Linked DNA regions of Sus scrofa: all the other regions are linked to region 1. Evidence: chromatin contacts called from public HiChIP or PLAC-seq data. All regions are on one chromosome and are shown on one strand. Each heading gives the region's core, a stretch centred on a gene start, on an enhancer-like site or on the middle of the called end of the contact. The rest is flanking DNA. Distances are from core to core; before and after follow the strand shown. Region 1 overlaps ARHGAP26 (rho GTPase-activating protein 26). Region 2 overlaps ARHGAP26 (rho GTPase-activating protein 26). Region 3 overlaps NR3C1 (nuclear receptor subfamily 3 group C member 1).

The links. HiChIP or PLAC-seq counts read pairs in DNA pulled down with a chosen protein or histone mark.
Region 2: a contact with region 1 is called in an H3K27ac HiChIP or PLAC-seq map of skeletal muscle. The contact joins two enhancer-like sites. A contact is called at or near these places in 1 of 47 Hi-C or Micro-C datasets (fetal skeletal muscle) and 1 of 2 datasets of contacts at active chromatin or transcription factors (skeletal muscle).
Region 3: a contact with region 1 is called in an H3K27ac HiChIP or PLAC-seq map of skeletal muscle. The contact joins two enhancer-like sites. A contact is called at or near these places in 2 of 2 datasets of contacts at active chromatin or transcription factors (alveolar macrophages and skeletal muscle).

Annotation. Positions count from the first base shown.
Region 1 is chr2:144,494,333-144,498,024 of Sscrofa11.1, reverse strand. The region is part of intron 10 of ARHGAP26 (rho GTPase-activating protein 26); the gene reads right to left. Among named protein-coding and RNA genes, the nearest start is that of ARHGAP26, 190 kb to the right of the region's middle. Within about 2 kb of position 1,639, at least 33 of the 83 cell types and tissues checked have an H3K27ac peak or open chromatin away from gene starts, as enhancers often do. A contact at or near this core is called in skeletal muscle, where this site is marked.
Region 2 is chr2:144,764,847-144,768,868 of Sscrofa11.1, reverse strand. All of the region lies in intron 22 of ARHGAP26 (rho GTPase-activating protein 26), which reads right to left. Among named protein-coding and RNA genes, the nearest start is that of NR3C1, 160 kb to the left of the region's middle. Within about 2 kb of position 2,043, at least 32 of the 83 cell types and tissues checked have an H3K27ac peak or open chromatin away from gene starts, as enhancers often do. A contact at or near this core is called in skeletal muscle, where this site is marked.
Region 3 is chr2:144,857,632-144,861,240 of Sscrofa11.1, reverse strand. All of the region lies in intron 3 of NR3C1 (nuclear receptor subfamily 3 group C member 1), which reads left to right. Among named protein-coding and RNA genes, the nearest start is that of NR3C1, 70 kb to the left of the region's middle. Within about 2 kb of position 2,215, at least 8 of the 83 cell types and tissues checked have an H3K27ac peak or open chromatin away from gene starts, as enhancers often do. A contact at or near this core is called in skeletal muscle, where this site is marked.

The sequences.
Region 1 (3,692 bases), core at 390-2,889:
AGAGGAAGAAAGCTCGCTCTCTCCAGCCCCGCCCCCAGCACACAAACACACACCCCCCTGAAGAATTTTCCAGGGCGTTCCCGTTGTGGGGCAGTGGAAACGAATCCAACAGCATCCATGAGATGCGGGTCTGATCCCTGGCCTCGCTCAGTAGGTTGGCAACACAGCGTTGCCGTGAGCGGTGGTGTGGGTCGCAGGTGTGACTTGGATCCCACCTTGCAATGGCTGTGGTGCAGGCCGGCGGCAGCAGCTCTGATTTGACCCCTAGCCTGGGAGCTTCCATTTGCTGCAGGTACGACCCTAAAAAGCAAAAAAAAAAAAAAAAAAAAAAAAGAAAGAAAGAAAAAAGAAAGAATTTTCCAGAATCGGGCTTCTAATTATCTAGAAAGGATCAATCCTAATGAATGAATGAATGATAACGTATTATAACTATAGCCACTGATCTGGGAGGAAAGCACGCCAAATAGTTAGGACCAGAGCAATGATAAGAGTCTGGAGAGTAATAATGCCAATCGCATCAGATAATTTCCTCCATTTTTAAAGGAGAATGAAGTTATGAAAGATTGGAAGCCAGACAAGCACATTTTTGGCACATTGAGATGGTCTTGCATGAGACACGCTGACGGAGAGCCTGTTCTGGGCCACAGGCAGCGGGGACACAGGCGTAGCAGGTTTCAACACTGCACCAGAAGAAAGCATTCTTCATTGCTGAGATGAGACCCACTCAGAGGGAATGCAAACACTTGTTATCGCTGAGAACAAACTACGAGAAAAGATTCCAATTCAAGAAATCTTCTAGGTCGTTTCTCAATTTTTTTGTTACTCTTGCATCTCATGATGAACAGACATGCACAATAAGTGGCATTTACGGGCTGAACTGTCTCCTTTCTTCAGACTTATGTAATAGCCACATTGTGGTTTAGATTTAAAAAAAAAAACATTTTATATTTAGACGCTGCCAAATAAACTGGTATATGTAATCAATAAAACTCCAACTTTAACTGTGCAGACTAAAGACTGGAAACAGGCATAAGACAGAGGAAGAACTAATAGAACTAACACAAATAGGATTGTCTTATTTTACACCACAATCCATTAACCCACACATCCCACGCTGACTCAGACCAGATTCCAACAGCAAATACTCTCATTTAACTTTTTTAAAAAGGAAAAAAAAAAAAAAAAAAGAAACTCGGTCATTTAAAAATTGCACCAACTCTAAAGATTCTAAGAACTTCTTAACTCGCTGATTTGACAGAACAGCCAAGAAGCAGTTCAGAACGTCGGGTACCCCCCACCCCCACCGCAGCCACAAAATGAGAGCAGGAAAACACCCTCCGAGGAAGGAAAGAGCCATTTCCTCTCCGAAATGTCAATGGCTCTGAGACCGGCAACTCCAACCAACCAGCAGGAAGGCAACATCAAATATTATTTCAGACCAGGGGTGAGAAGGGGAGGGGAGGGGAAGCTTGAAACCAGGAAAAATGGATTCATCTGCTGCAAAAGATAAAGGCAGACGGCACCCCGAGGGAAAAGCAGGATGGCCTGGTTCTCAGCCCCACTCACTCGCCTGTCCTCGTCACCACCCTTAAATAAGCTGTCCCTGCAGCACAGGGCCTGACACTTGAGTGCCGAGAGCACGGGGAAACGCGCTGCTTAAACACAGGCCAGAAGGACTGAGCACGCCTGCCTCTGCAGGAAAGTGGGTATGAAATGATCCGTTCTACGAGGGTGGGAGGAAGGAATTTAGAGAGAAAGAATGAGTCATTTAGGATACCTTTCCTTTAAGGAGCAATAGCCGCCTGATTTCTTCAACACACACACACACGCATTACACACACGCACTGACAATGTACAAAGACAGCTGCTTTTCAACTGGACCGCCTAACAGTTACGAACACACATACACAACTGCCATCTAGAGGTTGAGCCCTGAACCAAAGTCTGTTACGTAAGAGGAGCGTTTTTGGAAAACACACGCCGACTTACGCTCACACCATCTCACAGACACACAGACAAGGGAGCACACGCCCCACATGTTAAACTGGAAGAGTGTTATTTTAACTTCACACTCGTATGAAGAGACATAAATTGGAAGGAGGGGCTTAAACCTTTTATCGCATACAGGAAATACAGATAAATAACACGTTAGGGGATACGCGGTGTGAAAATGGGTTCTTCCCCTAGCAGCCCCTTTGCACACAGACATTTAAGCACCTGCGCTCGCTCTCAGCTTAGGGACGACTCAGAAAATCAGGACACTCTAGGAGAGAGGTATGCCATCAAAATGCAACAAAGGGCCTCCAGGAAATACCCTCCAAAGCTGAGGTCCACCGTGAGAACAGTGAAGTCTCAGGTTTTAAGGCAGAGAGGACAACTTCAAAGGACAATCTCTTCCGACAGAGAACGCCATCAGGGAGGAATATGATAGCATATTCCATCTTCAAAAGAGTCCTGCAAGGTAGGCATGACTAGCCCCACCTTATAGATGTGGTTAAACTGCCTGCCCAGACGCACACAGCCAGCAATAGGCAGAGTCCAAGTGCAAACTTAAGCTGCTTCCATCTGTCACCTGCATCCTGCAGCCTTTCATAAAACATACTCAAAATAAGGGTGGTGACGCCTTAGAGGGTTGCGGTGGGTTTTTCAGCTCTTCCATCAATCTTTCCAGCCTCCAATATTCTTACCTTACCCAGCTTCCCATTTTCCTAGAGGTTTTTTTTTTTTTGTCCTACCCATACACAAATGCAGACTGTGTGTGTACCTGCCGATGTTTTAGTTTAAATAACAACTAACACGATTAAGCTCCTGTAGTCTCTCACAGAGTAATTCACCCAAGTCCCAAGGGAAAGAGCAAAATAATCTAACTCAAAAATTGCATTACCATAAACAAACAAAATTGAACAACCACATGCACACAGCACTGTAGTAAAAGCTGTATAAAATGATATTTTTCTCCCTCTGGGAGCAAATTACCTAAGACAGATATTCAGAATTGAACAGACTCATATAAAACATACCTAATTAAACAACCAGCCAACCATCACGAAGAAAAGCTCATACCCTGCGCAAACACACAGCACATGGTGGGAAGACGACAAGGACAGAACTGACAGAGGGTGCGACATGCCAGGCTGGGACTGGTCTGGAGGAAAGCTGTCTCTACCTATTCACGGAAAGCTTGCAAAAGGAGGACTCTGGATACGGTTTGCAGGAAAAAGCAGAGGATGACTTTGGAGAAGGAAAGGCTACGAGATTCGCTGCGCTTCACTACACTTGTGTCTTCTGTGTCAGTAAAGCCCAGAGCAGGTGGCTACGGTTAATAACGGAGGAAGGGAGGGGAGGCGAGAGGGATGAAAATGCACGCATTGCCGTCACGCCACCCATCTCTGTTAGAGCGGAGGCTGCGGCCCCTCTGTCGGTCACATCTTCCCCGCAGCACCCAGGTCCTCCAAGTCGGCTGTTACGCTCAACATCCGAGTATCAACACCTTCTGGCGCACGGATGTGTGGGCATGTGGGCCCATGCTACCATCAACGGCAAGATCCATGAAGGCAAGGACAAGGCTCATCTTGGTCCCCGTTACACCGTTGTCATCTCTCCTGAGTTGTCCTTTGCCCCCCACTCTGGAGAGGACCAAGGGCGACAATGGGTCCCTCAAGACTCCACAGAACGTCTTCCCACGTATGGGC
Region 2 (4,022 bases), core at 794-3,293, 270 kb before region 1:
TATGCTGCAGGTCGCACATTTAAAAAACACAACAAAACCAGAGGTGAACAACTACAAATGGAGACTTGGAAACAGCCATGAACTAAGAGATTTAAACATATATTCACTCACTTGGTCTTAAAGATCGTAGCTTGTCATATTACTACCCCCATTTCACAGATGAGAAAATCAAGGTGGAGAGAGGCAAATTCATTTGTGCAAGGTCCCAACAGTAGAACCAGAATTTGCACCTGGCTTGTTTGAGCCCAGGGACCAAGCGCTTTTCCACGGCACGATCCTTTATCCAACCAGAAAACAGGCTCCTGGAGGATCAGCACAACGGGCCGGGGCGAGCCCACACTAAGCAGTGGGCCCTTTGCTAAGGGCTTCACCTGCATCTCTTCTTCTTGCCTTCAGAAAGACCTCGAAGAGGGCTCTGCCTGTATTCTCGTTTTACTGACGAGAAACAGAGGCTTGGAGAAGTTAAGTGTCTTGCCCCAAATGACAGTGCACGACAGAGGTGGATCTGAACTCAGGACACCTGACTCCAGGGTCTGTGGCCTTTGGCGCTACCACGTGGGCCCGGCTCAATGCTCTGTACGTCGAAGATGCTCAGAAGTACTTGCTGGGCTGAGTCACACCCATGTCCAACCTTCTGAATGGCACCAGTGTCCCCGGTGCTATGCAAACACATGCAGGAGTCTATGCCAGCCCAGCAGGCATGTGATAAATATAAGCAGGTGCTGACACAGGCCTGCCCCGCCAGCTACGCTCTCTCAGCTCAATCCACATCCACACCATACGCCCCTGCACACATGTGGCTCATGCTCCTCTGGCACCTTCATGCGCTGTGGACCAGGAGCAAGTGTGGGACTAAGACCTCTGATGGCCCGCTGCTCCAAGCGGAAGCAGCCCTGGCTGCAAGAGACACAGACCCCTGTGTAGCTGAAGATGTGGGCTCACTGAACAAACACACGGTGCCAGGTCCCTGCCCACAGGACAGAACAAGCGGATGAGAGTCTGCTCTTGGGGAGGAACCATCTAGACAGAGAGTAAGCCTGAGCGGGGCGCAAGAGACTGGCAGGGGGCGGGGCGGAGGGGGGGCGGGGAGCTCGGAAACCTGAAACCTAAATAATCCAAAGGAGCCGGCCAGGCAGGGGATTACACGAGGGTAAAGGCCCGAGATGGGGAGAAGCTTGTGGTTTCCGAAGAGCGGTCTGCAAGTTTTTCTGAAAAAGCCTCATCATCGCTGTGTCACTGCTCAACTCTGCTACTGTTGTGCCACAGAGAACATGTGAGCAGAGAGACACGGGTGGCTGGGTTCCAGGGAGGCTTTGTTTACAAAAACAGGCTGCGGGCTGGATTCCACTGGCAGGTCAGGGTTTGCTGACTCTGAGAACATAAAGAAGCTCCCGGAGGCTGCCGTGACTCGAGCTAGGGTGAGAGGGGCCAGAGGGCAGGCGCAGGACCAAGAGCTCCGCGCCCATGATGCTAAGAGCAACAGGAGGCTACTCGAGCACCAGAAGCAGGAGAATAACACGCGACTTCCATTTTTCGAAGATCAGCCTGGCTGCTGTGCAGAGCGTGGGTTACGGGAGGCAGGAATGCAAGTGACGAGACCAGTCCGGCAGCTGGCGGCCACGCCCTGGGGGGAGGTTGAAAGGCTCCACCGAGGAACTCCCCCATCGCCCCACGGCCTGAGAGGTCCTTTATTAGCAAAGGACACCGGGGGCAGCCCAGCCTGTACCCTGGGAATGAAGGATCCCGCCCATGTCAGATCCTGATTAAAAGTATCCCCAGAAGCCGACTGCAGTGAATGCATGTGAATTTTCCAGGTACCACTAATCACACTGCTTCTCGATGACTAATGCTCCTGAGAACACGAGTTCTTGCTCTTTCCAGTTACTGTCTGAGGTGCTCTTGGAGAAATGGATAGTTTCCTAGTAGACGGTCAAGGGCTGACAGCGGAGTTATTTCTGAGTATTGCACAGCCATTCCCCATGGCACAGAGTCCAAACGCCGACGGAGCAGCCTCTCCAGATGCGCAGCGGTCCCCGGAATCCAGAGGCTTGGAGATGAATCATCATGAACCACAGACTTTCCCCTCCAGGTGCCCCTCCCTCTTCCTCCTCCTCTTCTTCTTGATCCTGATAAAGATCTCTCTCTCTCTAACACACACACACACACACACACACACACACACCCTCTCTCTCTCACTAGCTCACTCTTCTGTTACTAGGAAACTCTCTTCTGATTGGTCTGATGATGTAACCTGACAGCAACAGAGCATCCAACTCAAACTGCTCTTACTTGGTATCTCCAGCAATAAGTTACCAAGAGAGAGAACAACAACAAAAAAAGATCTCCTGAACAAGGAAATAGTTATTTTCTCCTCTAATGCCCCCTTTCTACGGAAGAGGTGAAGGCCGGGGGAAAGGAGGCTATTAGTAGCATTTTCCAAATATCGGACATCCTAAAACATTACCAACCAACCAGTCTGAACCCCGGCTGACACTCTGTCAGACCCCTTCTTCGACAGCAGCTCAGTCCACACTGAGCGGTGTTGTTCTTGGGGCTGGATTTGGCCTTTGGCTCTTCAGGGAATTGGAAAGGTCACTGGCATTGCTAGTGAAAAAGAAAACTAGTGTCAACGAACCCTGCCCTGACCCCTAGAGACCACAGGAAGGCAGGGGGAGGCCTGAGACTCGCTTGAGCTCTCGCTGTTCTTATAGGCTTTGTGGCAGTTACTGAACTGGGAGGCAGGGGAGTCACAGAACCTGCTGGGAAGGAAAGGACTTGGCAGTGAAAAATCAAGTATCTTCTGTCTTTTTTTTTTTTTGGTTAGTTAAACCAGTTCAAAAAGGAGATGTAAAAACAGAAGAAGGTGGGCATGTCAAAGGTACAACCGCTGTGGAAATCAGTCCCGCGGTTCCTCAAACAGTGAAACAGAGTTACCACGTGACCTAGCAAGCCCATCCCGAGGTGTGCTACCAAGGGAGTGGAAAACAGCCACCCCCCCAAAAAAAAAACTTGTATGTGGATGTTTACAGAGACATTACTAATAACAGCCACAAGTGGAAATAATGGAAAGGTCCCTCAATGGCATAACCAAATGTGGTACATCCATACAATGGAATATTACGCATCAAGAAAAAAGGAGTGAGGTGCTGATGCCTCCAACATGGGTGATGTTGCAAATACTATACAAAGTGAAAGAAGTCAGTCACAAAACCACGGTGTGTATAATTCCATTTCCGTGAAACTGCTGCAGGGAACAGGGGTGGTGAAGCTATTGCGGAACTGGTGCTGATGGGTGCACTAAGACCTAGTAAACTGTATATTTGAAATGGGTAAGCTGTATGGTATGAAATAAATAAAGCTGCTTAAAACAATGGAAGAAGGCTGCACGCAGGTAGAGGAGGTCCAAACAAGACACACAGCCATACACAGAGCTTTTGAGAGCTTAGGCCACCCCTGCCCCTGGGATCAGGGGTCGTCTGCGCTATCAGAGCGAACAGCTAATGGGAACACGCAGTCCCTTGTCCATGGGAGTGGTGAATTCTGGTTTAAAGGACAGACCTTTAAACTCAGATTCCCCGAACATGTCGGAATCTCTCAAATTTTGCTCATTTGTTGGCAGAAGCACCTGCCCTGCCAGTTCAGGGCATGCAGCCCACGCACACAGCCCACTGTGACTTGTCTGCCACAAAAACTATGCCACGTTATATCTGGGTTGTGCCTCCCCTGTGTGGGCCTATTCAGGGGGCACTCACCAAGGGCACAGCTTTAGAGAGCCCTGAGGGGACCCCCTTCACCCGTGGGGGTGCCAGGACCTGAGAGCTGTAGCTGCTGATGGGAGAGGGGGCTGGGCTGGCTGCTTCTACACGTTGATGTGCAAAGGACCCGGAAGAAGGTGAATGGAGCCAAGCTTTCAGGAAGGCACTGAAACTTGGCTTTGGGAACCATATGAGCATGCAGCCCAAGCATGAGATATAGCCGATGACTGGAGCGTGGACCTGCTGTACCGAACAGGGACCTCCACC
Region 3 (3,609 bases), core at 966-3,465, 360 kb before region 1:
CTGACCCAGCGGGCAGACATGTAGAGTGTTTGAGTAACGGCTGTGTCTCAAAGGGAAGCGCGTGCAGGGCTGGCAAAGGTGTGAGCCGGACCAACCGCCTTTGCCAGGGCTGTGCGCTGGGGCAAACTGTGGTTCTCAGCCGTGGGTATTTGACGGGCGTCTTCTCAGAAATGACTGAGGTGAGCTTTTCACGTAAAGGAAGACAGCTGGCAGTGTTTGTTGCCAGTCAATAAAATTAGAGCTTTCAGGCAAAATTCAGAATTGGGGGAAACTTGTATCCGCCATCGTGAGCCTGACAAATGCAACGCTTACACTGTATGACGAACTGTGTAAACATTTGGTGGATCTGCGTAGCTGAGTGAACCAGTATTTTCCAAATGACTAAGGCATGATAGTACAGAATCACGTCTGGGTAAAAGATCCATGCAAAGCGCAAGGCAGACCAAAGGGTTTTAATGTTCGCATAGCTACAGAAAGTTCCCCGATAGGGTTTCAGGTTCCACTTTGCAATACTAGCCTTTAAAAACCAAACCGTGAAGTTTTGGTGTAGAATCCAGAAAGAATATCTGTAATTACCTCAACATAAGCTTCTGGAGGACCAGTAGCCCTCCTCTGGCTCACAGAGAAGGTTCTTCAGGGCATTTCTCATTCCCTGGGATCCTCCAGAAAGGAAGGAGGAATTGGAGGAGGGAGGAAACAAAAGTTAATTGCCTGTATGTGCCAGTACTTTATACAACTCAGGTATATGATTTACACAGAAACTCCTGAAACAGGAATAATAAGGCAGCAGCCGCAGAGGTTAAGTCAGCGGGCCACTGTTACACAGTTGTGAAAGTGCCATCGCTGGGATTTGAACCCGGATCTGTCTCCATGCATAGCTGAGTGTCTCTTCCTGGCAATACCGCTCTGAAGCAGCCAAAAACACCTTCTGCCCCTACCTGGATCCAGGTGTATGGGTCCGCTGTCATTCCATTAACACATTTTCTTGTGTGATATGACTTCCACTTAGGATGCCACCTTTGTGCTCTCGCGCTGCCTGGCGTTCAGGTGCCAGGAAGCACGTGCTGAGGGAAGGGCGTCATTGGCCTGCGTGTGTCCCGTGCCGCTTTAGGTGTGTGAGCAGCTCGCGGAAACCATCCGTGACCATCCCCCCTTGATCCTCCTTTCCTCAGCCGCTTTTCCGCAAGAGAGTGAAGCAGGAAAACCCTGCCTTAGACGTGTATTTTTCTCTCTCTCTAATGTAAACTCAGTAGCCTCAGGAGTAATTTGATGTCCAGCACAATTTCCGTTCTGAATGCGAGGCAGCATTCAAGTATTCACCTAGCACAAAGTATTTTGTTCCTTTGACTCTTCACTTAAAAGAGAGCACTCTGGATGTGGTCAGTTCCTGACAGAACCTCTCCACATCTTTAGAATGTTTGACACAGCTGTAAACACACCTTAAGTAATGACCTGGACATTGCAGCTTTTCCATATTCAGAAAGGCTATAACATGCACTCTTCCTCTTGTGTGCTTTTTCTTTCTTTCTGCCATGGGTCTCTTCTTAAAAGATGGTGATTCCATATGGTTTTCCTTGGAGTTCTAACCATTTTGGGTCACGTTTGCAATTAAAATCCATTTTGCATTCATCCATTTCTCCCAGTGAGCACTGTGATAGCTCATATTTGTGTGACAAACACTGATTTTTTTTTTCCACTGATGTCTGTGGTACCCTTGGCAGCTTTCCATGTACTCAGTTCTTATCTGATGTAGCACAGAATGACTGCCTGAGTTCCAGCTTCTTAGTGGAAGTTTGATCAGTCCATTTATTCATTTACTTTAAACTTTCCTTCTTGTTTGTCATCTCTAGCTCACCTGAGTGGCCTGAAGGTGATTTGTATATTCTCTGATTGTCACTGACAATTCGGAAATAGTGTTCTAGGTTTAGACTTGTTACTCCAACTTCCCACTTACTTAATACTTATATGATGCTTTTTCATAGACTCTCTGGTTGTCCCGAAAGAGGACAGAATAGACAGTTACTGAGTGCCCGCCAGAGGCAGGAACTATGCTAGGCTTTCTCTCTGTTGCCTTGTTTTCACAACACACACACTGGTGATGTCCTTCCAGTGTATTTGTGAGGAAACTGAGGCTCAAAGTCGTAGACACCCATCAAGGTCACAAAAGCTTTGAAGTGGTAGAGCTGGCATCTGAACCACAAACAGGCTCCCTGATCAACTTCCAGCAGCTGCGTGACCTCATCTAGAGTTGATGGCATCCTTTTCACAGAGTCGTTGAGAAGACAGATAAGATTCCATTCATGAAAGTGTTTTAAAACTGTAAAGTACTACCAAAACACTGTTTAAACATTTTTAATATGTACGTGTGTACATGTATATAATGTATGTAAATATATATAATTGGTTGAAGAAACAGTAAGAATTAACCTTTCAAATAATCAAATACTACATTTATTTTCCGTAAACTTAGTATACAGACAACTGGTTGGTCCCTAAAAATAGATGTCAGCTGACAGAGGTTGGCTGAGCAGATTTTGGAGCATCTTCAGAACAGAAGCCAAGGAAGTTTTTGCTTCCCTAACACATTGCTCCGTTCACTCCCTCCAAGACCTTCCTACTTGTCTATGAAACCATGGCCCGGAGCAGCTCTGCTCCATTAGTCACACGTTTCCCTTAATCAGGGGTGGCTCGTGCCAGACCTACAGCAGAGCCGTTTCAGGTTATTCTCGTCCCCTGGGGGCTTGCAGTGAGCACTCGGTCCACTCTCCCAGATAGAGCAGGGGGCCAATGCCTGACGACATGGACGCATCCCGAAATTCTCTGTGACACTGTGCAGAAGACAGTCTGAAACCCTGGGGCCTGCTCCCAGAAATGGGGTGGCCGGAGGGCTGTCCTGTTGGCCAAGCCTCTAGATTAGACATAGGGTTGCCTAGGCTCGGGAGGCTTCTTTTGAGGACAGAATTTAGGGGGAGGTTTGGGATTTATTGGCTTATTTAAAGTGACATTTATAAAACAAACTGTCATTAACTTTTGTTTTACTCCTAAAACAGAATGACACGACTATGTTACTTAATAAGTTTAATTTCTAACCATGCTGATAACCCAAACAATTTAAGTTAGTTTTGTGAATTAGTTTAGGCATATTTGTAATTGAGATTAAGTAATGTTATTAGCTTCACTAATTTAAAAAAAAAAAAAGGTTACATCTAGTCAAAGTGAACAAAATGTCATCTGTTTTGAAGGCTAGACAGATGAAGAAAATCCTGGAGACAGGTAATGGTATGTTTATGAACTTTGTTATGTAGGCAGGTAGTGACCAACAGCCCTGACGTTCCCAAATCAACAGACGGCTCCCATGCAAACTTCTGAAGAACACGCAACTAGAGATGAAATGAGCAGTCTCCAGAAACCCTTTCAGAGCCTCTTGTTAGTCACAGAGGTTAGAAAGGTTAGAAACTCTTTTTCAAGTTGCACAATACAGTTTTGGTTCCAAAGTTGGCGTGAAAGTTGAAAATCGCTTGGAAAGACACGACAGGGTAAACCACTGTATCATCTACAGTGAAGGTTGTATAGTTACTTTTTCCTCTAGGATGAAGGGTCACTTTCTCA